2 separate regions of the Macaca mulatta genome follow, and region 2 is linked to region 1. The links are chromatin contacts, called in public Hi-C maps. All regions are on one chromosome and are shown on one strand. Each heading gives the region's core, a stretch centred on a gene start, on an enhancer-like site or on the middle of the called end of the contact. The rest is flanking DNA. Distances are from core to core; before and after follow the strand shown. Region 1 holds the start of OXCT1 (3-oxoacid CoA-transferase 1). Region 2 holds the start of FBXO4 (F-box protein 4).

Region 1 (4,173 bases), core at 525-3,024:
TGAAGTCATAGTAATGAAAAATACAGTACAGTGTGTTTTGACCATACAGTAATGAGGCTGATTTTCTCAGACGACTTAGTCACATAACATGCAACATTTTAAATGTGTCTTCCTCAGCCAAGAGCAACAAAGTGAGACCAGCCAAGAGTCAGTCATATGACCACCGGCAAAGTTGCCAATGCAGTTTTTCCATTTCATGTGCCCTGTGGAAGTGCAAAAGTGGAAAAGTAGACCCAATTGGAATGGGCAAAAGTGGAAAAGTAGACTCAATTGGAATGCTAGTTTTTTTTCACATTGCGTAAGTTAAAGGTACAACAGCTGCTATATGCTAAATTATCACTAGTTGTGGGACTTTAGTTACAGTACTTGAATTTCCCCTCACTCCAACTTCTTAAAATGTGTTGAAATACCAACCATTACTAAGTTAGTTTCTCCAATGTAATTGAATAGTCTAACTTGGTATTTTAGTCCTTAACAGATTTTGCCTAAAATTATAACATTTACAGGGAAAAAAAGTTCAGAGTTAAAAGAATACCATGCAAGGGCAAATGCTTTTATGGACAAACTTTGAACTGGATCTTCACTGTTCATTACCTTACTGTATTTGCTAAGGAAGCTAAGATCTCATTTAATTTTTGTGTGCTTTGCTTTGGTTCAAAACTAACATCACATTCTCAGAACTTGGTCAGGCCTTAATCAAATAAAATGTTATTGAGCTTCCACTTGGTCTTTCCATTCTGCTAAGTGCAAAGACAGTTCTGGAGAAATCAGTCTTAGCTCATGTCCTCAAGGAGTTGGTCAAAAGACAAAGGTTGCAGAATATGTACGTGCCATGTCAATGAACTGCTACAATGGAATAAACTTAAAATAATGCTAACATTTATTGACTCCTCATAATACGGCCAGAAACTTTGCATGAATTAACTCATAGAAACGTTATGACGTTGTATTATAAGCTATCTTAATTTGCAGATGAGGACACTGAGGCTTAGGGAAGTTATCTAACTTGCCTAAGGTTAAAGCAATATGCTACCTTTATGGTTGCATCTCCTTAGTAAATCTCTGGGTTGCTCGGACTCCAGTGCGAGAAAGAGCCTAAAATTTGCAAACTTGGATGATGGGGAAGAAAAGGTGTGCTAAAGTCAGGTCACAGAGGTTCAGTCTTAATCTTGTTCCTCTGCAAGCCTTGTTGCTCACACCTCTTGACCGACAGCTCGAGGCAGGTCCTCGCAGCAAACTTACTCTACGTAAGCCAAGGCCAGGTTTGGGAAGAAGGGGCTGAGAAATGTTAGAAACGTGAACGCAGTCCAGGCGGGAGAAGAGAAGGGGGTTTCGAGGGGTGCCCCTATGCAGCTCACACACACACGAAGCACTCACTTGGAAAAGCAACAAGCTTGGTGGGAGGTCCTCCCGCGGCTGGAGGGCCCTGAACCCTAGGCCAAGACTCATCCACAACCTAGGGGGAGGCGGCCACCAGCGCCCCATCTAAGCTAAAGGGCTGTCAGAAGGGCTGCAGCGGCAAGTGCGCGCCAACACACGCCGGGTCTCGCATACGCCCAGACACCTGAGGCTCTGAGAGGAACTTCCCGGCGATCCGCTCAGGCTGCGCAGAGCCTCTTCTCCCCGCCGGGGCCCCGCCCAGCCTCACTTCTTTTAAAAGCAGCAGCCAGCAGCGCGCCAGCGGCGTGCGGCTCGAAAGGCCGGGAGGACGTCAGAGCCGCGCTGTGGAGGCCCCAGCACGCCCCGCTTTCCTTCGCAGTGACTCGGCGGCGCCCAGGACAGCGCGCACCTACACCCAAACGCGCGCTCCAACCGGTAGCCTCCTCCTGCCTCACGGCCCGAAGATGGCGGCTCTCAAACTCCTCTCCTCCGGGCTTCGGCTCTGCGCCTCTGCCTGCGGATCTAGAGGAGCCTGGTACAAGGTAAAGTGCGGGGGAAAAGGAAGGCCACGGGCAGGAAGGACGTGGACCAAACCCTGAGTGGTGCCCGCGTTTTCTGCTCTGCCCCTACCCCCTCTCTCCAGCCTGGGATCTGGCATCCGTGGCGCGGTGCCCTCGTCACGGACACGCGGCGACGCGTTTTTGGCCTCGCCGGCCCCTTGGATGACCGCCTTTGCTTGGTTCTGCAGTCGCTTCCCTGATGGAGCGAGAAGCTCAAGGAAGCGCGCGGAGAGGCTGAGAAGGGGCGGGAGGACTCCTGGCAGCGCTCTGGAGCTCCCTGGCGGTCGCCGGCGTCCCTCCTGGCACCCGCCCTTGGAAAGGGACTCTGAGGGTCTGAACTGGGGGAGGAGGGCGCCAGTGTATGGAGGTGAAGGAGTGAGGCAACAGCGGGTAGGTTCGCGCCCCCGATGTGGGATCTCTGGGCAGAGGAACCCCTAGAGGCCCAGAATCTGAGGCCGGGTTCGCCATGGCTCTGCTCGAGTTCACCGGGGCTGGATGCCGGGTGCGGCGGGTGTGGAATACAGCTCCCATCCTCTCCTCCCCTATTTGGCTCTGCTGCCCGGCAGACTGGAGCGCTCGCCAGAGCGTCCTGCCGGCCAAGCTGGGAAACCATCCGAGGTGTGTCCCTGGCTCGCGTCTGGTCTGCAGGGGCGGACAAACCTTTCTCTCAAGGCCCCTCGTATCCGGGTTAGGGGCTTTCGGTTTTCAGAGCCCTTTGAAATCCTTTTTGTGCCCCACTGCCAACTCTCCACCCAGTGGTATCCGGAGGCATTCCCACCGTGGACTGACTTGTGGTTTTGCCCCATGCACTGTCCTCGCTTGTAAGCCCACCCTTGTCTGAAGCCCTAGGAGCGAATTGCAGGACCGGAGCGCCAGGTCCAGGAGGGTGGCTTTATCCCCGCTGTCTCAATCGCGGGAGCCTCTTCCTTGGTATTCAATAATAGATCTGAGCTTAACAGCGTGCCATGTACACGGTGCTTACTCCTGAAGCGTGCCTGCCAGCCCCCATTGCACTTCTTTCCTGCATCCAATCCCTGACCGCTGAGAACACAGAGGAGCCGCTGAGCTCCTTTACTCTTAAATGCCTCTTAGGAAGCATTTTGATAACTGCAGGTAGACTTGGATATATAAAGCATTATTGAAAGGGAACTTGACCTTCAGTGAGCCTGCAGTGGTGCTGAAGCTAGTGCAAACCAGAGCACAGCGATACCCTTGGGCCGAGGTCAAGAACGTTCCTTCTTTTGACAGTTATTTGCCCAACTGTAATTTACTCACTTCGAGTCTTTTCCACTTTGAGTATATCATTAAACCATTTCCGAAGCTCAGCAAACCTCTTCTTAGAGGGAGGAGATGCAAATAAGGGGTTCTGTTGTATCTCATTAAAAGTTCATACAGAGTTCAAACTTACCCCTGTCAGGCTTAATTATCATAGGTCTGACTCCTGCCTCCCGCTGTTCCCCTAGCTTGTGACTCTTAGTGCCCTTATTGTTTAGCACTTTAAATCCTCACCTGCTGCTTCTGTTGAACTGTACCACTTATCTGCTTGTTGAACTTTTCAGATGTGTATATTGTCTCCTCAACCAGATGACAGTTCCCTGATGGCAGAGACCATTTTTATGCCTTACACTCAGTCTCCCTCAACAAATACACTACTCTGCATAGATGAGATATTCTACACGTGTTTAACATACGGATGAGAGAACCCTGCAGGCAAACAGAAACCTTGAGTTTTTCCACTAAACAGAACTAACAGCTAAAATGAGATAGTTATTTTCTTAAATGTGTACAATTTTTATGATGGGCAAGCCCAGTGTCTCTCAGACCTGAGAGTGCATCAGCATTACCTGGAGGTTTTCTAAAACAGACTGCTGTACCCAGCCCCAGAATTTCTAATTTAGTAGGTCCTGGGTGGGGCCCTAAACTTTGCATTGATAAGTTCCAGATGGTGTTGATGCTCCTGGTCTGGGGACTGACTGCCCCTTTCAGAGTTATCTGGCATGGACTTAGGTGAGAATAGACTATTGGAAGGTATCTTCTTTTCTTCATTATTACTGCAGGGCAGTGGGGAGCATTTAATACTATTTTCACGTTAGAAAATTATTAGTGGGAAAAAGATTATAAGAGTACCACTAACACTTTACCCACCATTCATCCTTGACACTATCTTTTCCAAAATCTCTTTCCAAGCTCAGACTATCCTGAGCTGCAGTCCTTCTGTTGCAACTGGTGAACT
Region 2 (4,173 bases), core at 1,155-3,654, 63 kb before region 1:
TTACATGATATTAAAAAATGTCAGTGCTTTTGGGTGTTAATGTAATCTTATTTCTCACAGCCTTTAGAATGGTTTTCTTCTTCCCTACTAAACAACAGGGATCTCTGATCATCTTTTTTCTGGATATAGAAAAGTATTTACTTATTTAACAAAATGACAATTGTTCTAAAGATCATGAAAATTTTAAGAAGTCTTTTACTACTTGTCATCTATACTACTTATAATTATTCAAATATTGGTTAGGCACCGCAGGGAAATAATAAAATATTAAAGCTGAAAGGGTACTATGAAGGAAGTCATTTAACTCCCAGTTTTGACAAGAGAACAATTAGACCGCAAATCCACACAACAAATCAGTAGCAGGGTAAGGACTAAATTGGATATTGACTAGTAATACAGTAAAATTTAATATCTTCTTTTTAATTCATAAAACTAGATACTTACACTGCCATGTAGTCAAAAAATGCACCATCAGTGACTTCAGATACAGGCTTTTTTAAGATTTCTAGATCTGGAAGAGACTTCCAGTCAACAGAAGACCAAGAAGGAAGATCCCTTAACAAAAAGTATCTCCACAGAATTGGATCTCTTACAGTTTCATTCCAATAATGATTTGTACTTCCCAACTGACACAGATCATGAGGTGAAAGAAAGGACAAAATATATAGCTGCACATCAATCTGAAACAGAAGAAAAAAGCAGGTAGGAAAAAGGAATGAAGAAAATAGTTTTTGGGTGATAAATCACACAATCAACAGATAAATAAAAGGTCAACTGACTAGTATTTTTAATAACTAAATCTACCATTAATAATTAAATCTATTATTTTCCTGCCATCAGCAAAGGATCATAACTGAACATTTTAGTTTTGTATTTGTTAAAACTAATTTCTGAAACATTGAAACATTCCTGAAAAACCAACCGTCTTGCTATCTTTCCAGTAAAATCAGCAGTTCCTTTAATTTTTCCTCAGAGATGTTTGGATATACCAGTTCGTTACATAAATTAGTTAAGGAAATACTTTGTTTTTCAAAAAAAACCTGTATCAACCTTTATCTCATTTTATCATCAGACCAAACCAAAAAGTGTACTTTTTTTTTTTTTTTTTTTTTTGAGACGGAGTCTCGTTCTGTCGCCCAGGCTGGAGTGCAGTGGCCAGATCCCAGCTCACTGCAAGCTCTGCCTCCCGGGTTTACGCCATTCTCCTGCCTCAGCCTCCCGAGTAGCTGGGACTACAGGCGCCTGCCACCAAGTCCGGCTAATTTTATATATTTTTAGTAGAGACGGGGTTTCACCGTGTTAGCCAGGATGGTCTTGAGCTCCTGACCTCGTGATCCGCCCACCTCAGTCTCCCAAAGTGCTGGGATTACAGGCGTGAGCCACCGCGCCCGGCCGTAAATTTGTCATTTTAGTTCCTGCACAGAATCCATTAAAATGTTATGAAAAACCTCTGCGAGGAGAAACTTGGAAGCATTCTAAACCTGCAGTTTTCATGTTGATATACACGTCGGAGGGAGGTGTCAATAGTCCAAATGAGACAAAAAATTGTAATGATTTTCAATAATTTTTGTTCTCATTTACCTATCTACCCTAAAGTTTAACAATAAATTATGTGTATCATTTTTCGTGGCCTTGATGTAACTTGAGGCACTTGTAACTTAAGTCATTTATTTTCAACTGAGGGGCAGCTTTGTTTCTTCAAATATACAATAACAGCCACAGGCACAATGTCCTCTTGAGAGGGTAAAAACCTTGGCCCTCCAGGTGTTTTGGTACTATGATCCGGAATTAAAGACGCTGGGAACACGGAGGCTGGAATGCTTTTCCCAAGCTAATCAGCAACTTGGGAACGGTCTCATTTCGCAACCGGACATTCAGGGTGTCCTAGTCACATGTGCCTGTTTTGGGGGGTGGAAAACCTGAGGACGATCGGGAGGGTCACCAGGGGCCCCGTGAAGTTGCTTCCCTGAGATGTTCAGGCCCCCTGCGGAGCACCAGGTTCAATGCCAAGACGCTTCTGGTCAACTGTAGCTTCTCGGTGACTACACTGCCAGGAATGGCTGCATGGAGGAAGCCAGACCCAGGCCCGGGCGCGGTAGTTCCTCAGGCCCCGCAGGGCTCCAGGGGAGGTCCCTCCGGCCCGGGCCGGCCCCACTGTCCTCCGCGGCCTGCGGCCGGCGCTCACCGGCAGCCGCGTCAGGGTGCTGGCCGCCTCATCCACCTCCTCCCGCGAGGCCGTACGCGCCACCCTCTCCTTGCTCACTGACTGCCAGAAAGTCTTCCAGCCGCTGAGTATGGCCGCCTCCAAGCGGCCCCAGTCGCTGAAGGGCGGCGGCGGCGAGCTAGTTCCGCTGCGCGGCTCGCTTCCCGCCATGGCTTGCCCGCAGCGCGGGTGACGCGTCGCAGAGCCACGCCAGCGCGTCAGCCTTCTGCGCAGCTCCGCGCCAGCCGCGGTCGCCCTCGGGCGTTCAGCCTCCCGCCTCTGCCGCGAGTCCGCCTCCAGGACAGGGTTAGGCCCAGGGGCAAGGGAGGTTATTGGGAGGAAGCCCAGTGTGCGTGGTTGTGAGCCGAGTACGAAGCTCCTGTCAACAGTTACTTCCTCAGTAACTTGTGGCCTCAACCTCAGCCACGCCAACCGCAGAGCCCCTGTACAACCTCCGACCCGCTGACTTCCTGACTTCATTCAAGATGTTCTCTCCGGGATCATTTCCACTAGGCCTGGTCCTAGGCGACTCCGCTTGTTCTATAGCCCTCTGCCACTATCTTGGACTTAATAACCACTTGCTTCCTTTTCAGCACTGCCATGCTACGTGTGGGGTGTTTTGTGTGTGTGTGTGGTTTCCTCAGTCAACAAGTTACCATTTATTTTTTTGAGTATCAGGAAAAACAGACTAGAGAGGCGGTCAGCAGGCCAATTATTAAGAACCTTTTGCCAAAATGAGAAGTCTGGACCCACTATGCAAACATATAAGCACATTTAAAATTTGCTTAACCTATGTAGCTCATAAAAGGGCGGCAAAAAAAGGCCAGAAGAGAACCCAGATGTGGTGGTGTTGAAATCCCGCTAGTGAGTTTTTTAATTCTCAAAACAGATGCCCATTCTACTTACTTTGGGCTTACTTTAAAAGTGCTTTAAGAGAACATATTACAAGTCAATCTGTTATATAGAACTGGGTATGTATACATTCAAAAAGTAAATCTCTGAGGATCTAAACAGAATCCAAAAAAGCCTGATAAGTGAGGTTCTGTGAGGCTCTGTAACATACAAGTTTAAGTTTCATTATATTATTTGCATGCCGTTGGTAGGGGCCAATAACCAATAAAATTGCAGCCTCATTTCTGGGAGGCAATCTGGACAAGGACCACAAATTAACCATATGGCATTTCTCATCACTTTCTAGGACATGATTTACTTTGAGAGCAAAAAACTAGAACTAGAGCAAGAAAAAAAATCAGTTTAAGTATGAAGTATTAAAATATCTGTTAAATGAATGAGAAAAATTTTTATTTTTATTATGGAAAATTTTGAACATTTATAAAAGAAGAGTGAATAATATGCTCCTGTGTGCCCATTATCCAAGATTCAATGACCAACCCCTGGTTAATCTTGCTCTATTGCTATATTCACCTAATACTACACCCCCAATTCTGGATTCTTTTGAAACAAATCCCAGACCTATCACCTGTAAATATCTCAGTATCTGTCCCTAAAAAAACACATTTTAAGAAACAGACCACTGTACCTAAGCAATTTTAATTCATTAAAATCACCAAATATCGAGTCAGTGTTTAACTTCCCCATCTGCTTTGAAAATAATTTTTCACATTTGATTTGTTTGAATCATAGCCCAACAAGGTCCACACATTACACATACTCTTAAAGCTTAAGTTTCATTGTACAACTCCCCCTCCTTTATTTTCCCTTGAAATTTGTTAAAGAAACCAGGTTGGTCTTTCTGGACCACTCTGGACTTTCTTTTTTCTATATTCTTCTTTTTTTTTTTTCTTGGTAGAGACGGAGTTTCACCATGTTTTCCAGGCTGGTCTTGACCTCCGAGGTTCAAGTGATCCTCCTGCTGTGGCCTTCCAGAGCGCTAGGATTACAGGTGTGATCTATTGTACCCGGCCTGGACACTCTTGATGGCATGTCAACAGTGTCTTTAACACATTCGT

What was found. A called contact is a pair of places that touch in the nucleus more often than the background predicts.
Region 2: a contact with region 1 is called in a Hi-C map of cortical neurons, with 2.9 times the contacts expected there. The contact joins the promoter of FBXO4 here to the promoter of OXCT1 in region 1. A contact is called at or near these places in 4 of 14 Hi-C or Micro-C datasets (CD4 T cells, cortical neurons, liver and 1 more).

Annotation. Positions count from the first base shown.
Region 1 is chr6:42,943,461-42,947,633 of T2T-MMU8v2.0, reverse strand. OXCT1 (3-oxoacid CoA-transferase 1) reads left to right here and starts at 1,774. Exons shown (of 17, transcript NM_001260592.1): 1 at 1,774-1,922. The coding sequence starts at 1,845.
Region 2 is chr6:43,006,939-43,011,111 of T2T-MMU8v2.0, reverse strand. It overlaps FBXO4 (F-box protein 4), which reads right to left and starts at 2,404. Exons shown (of 6, transcript XM_015139956.3): 1 at 2,186-2,404; 2 at 445-680. The coding sequence starts at 2,374.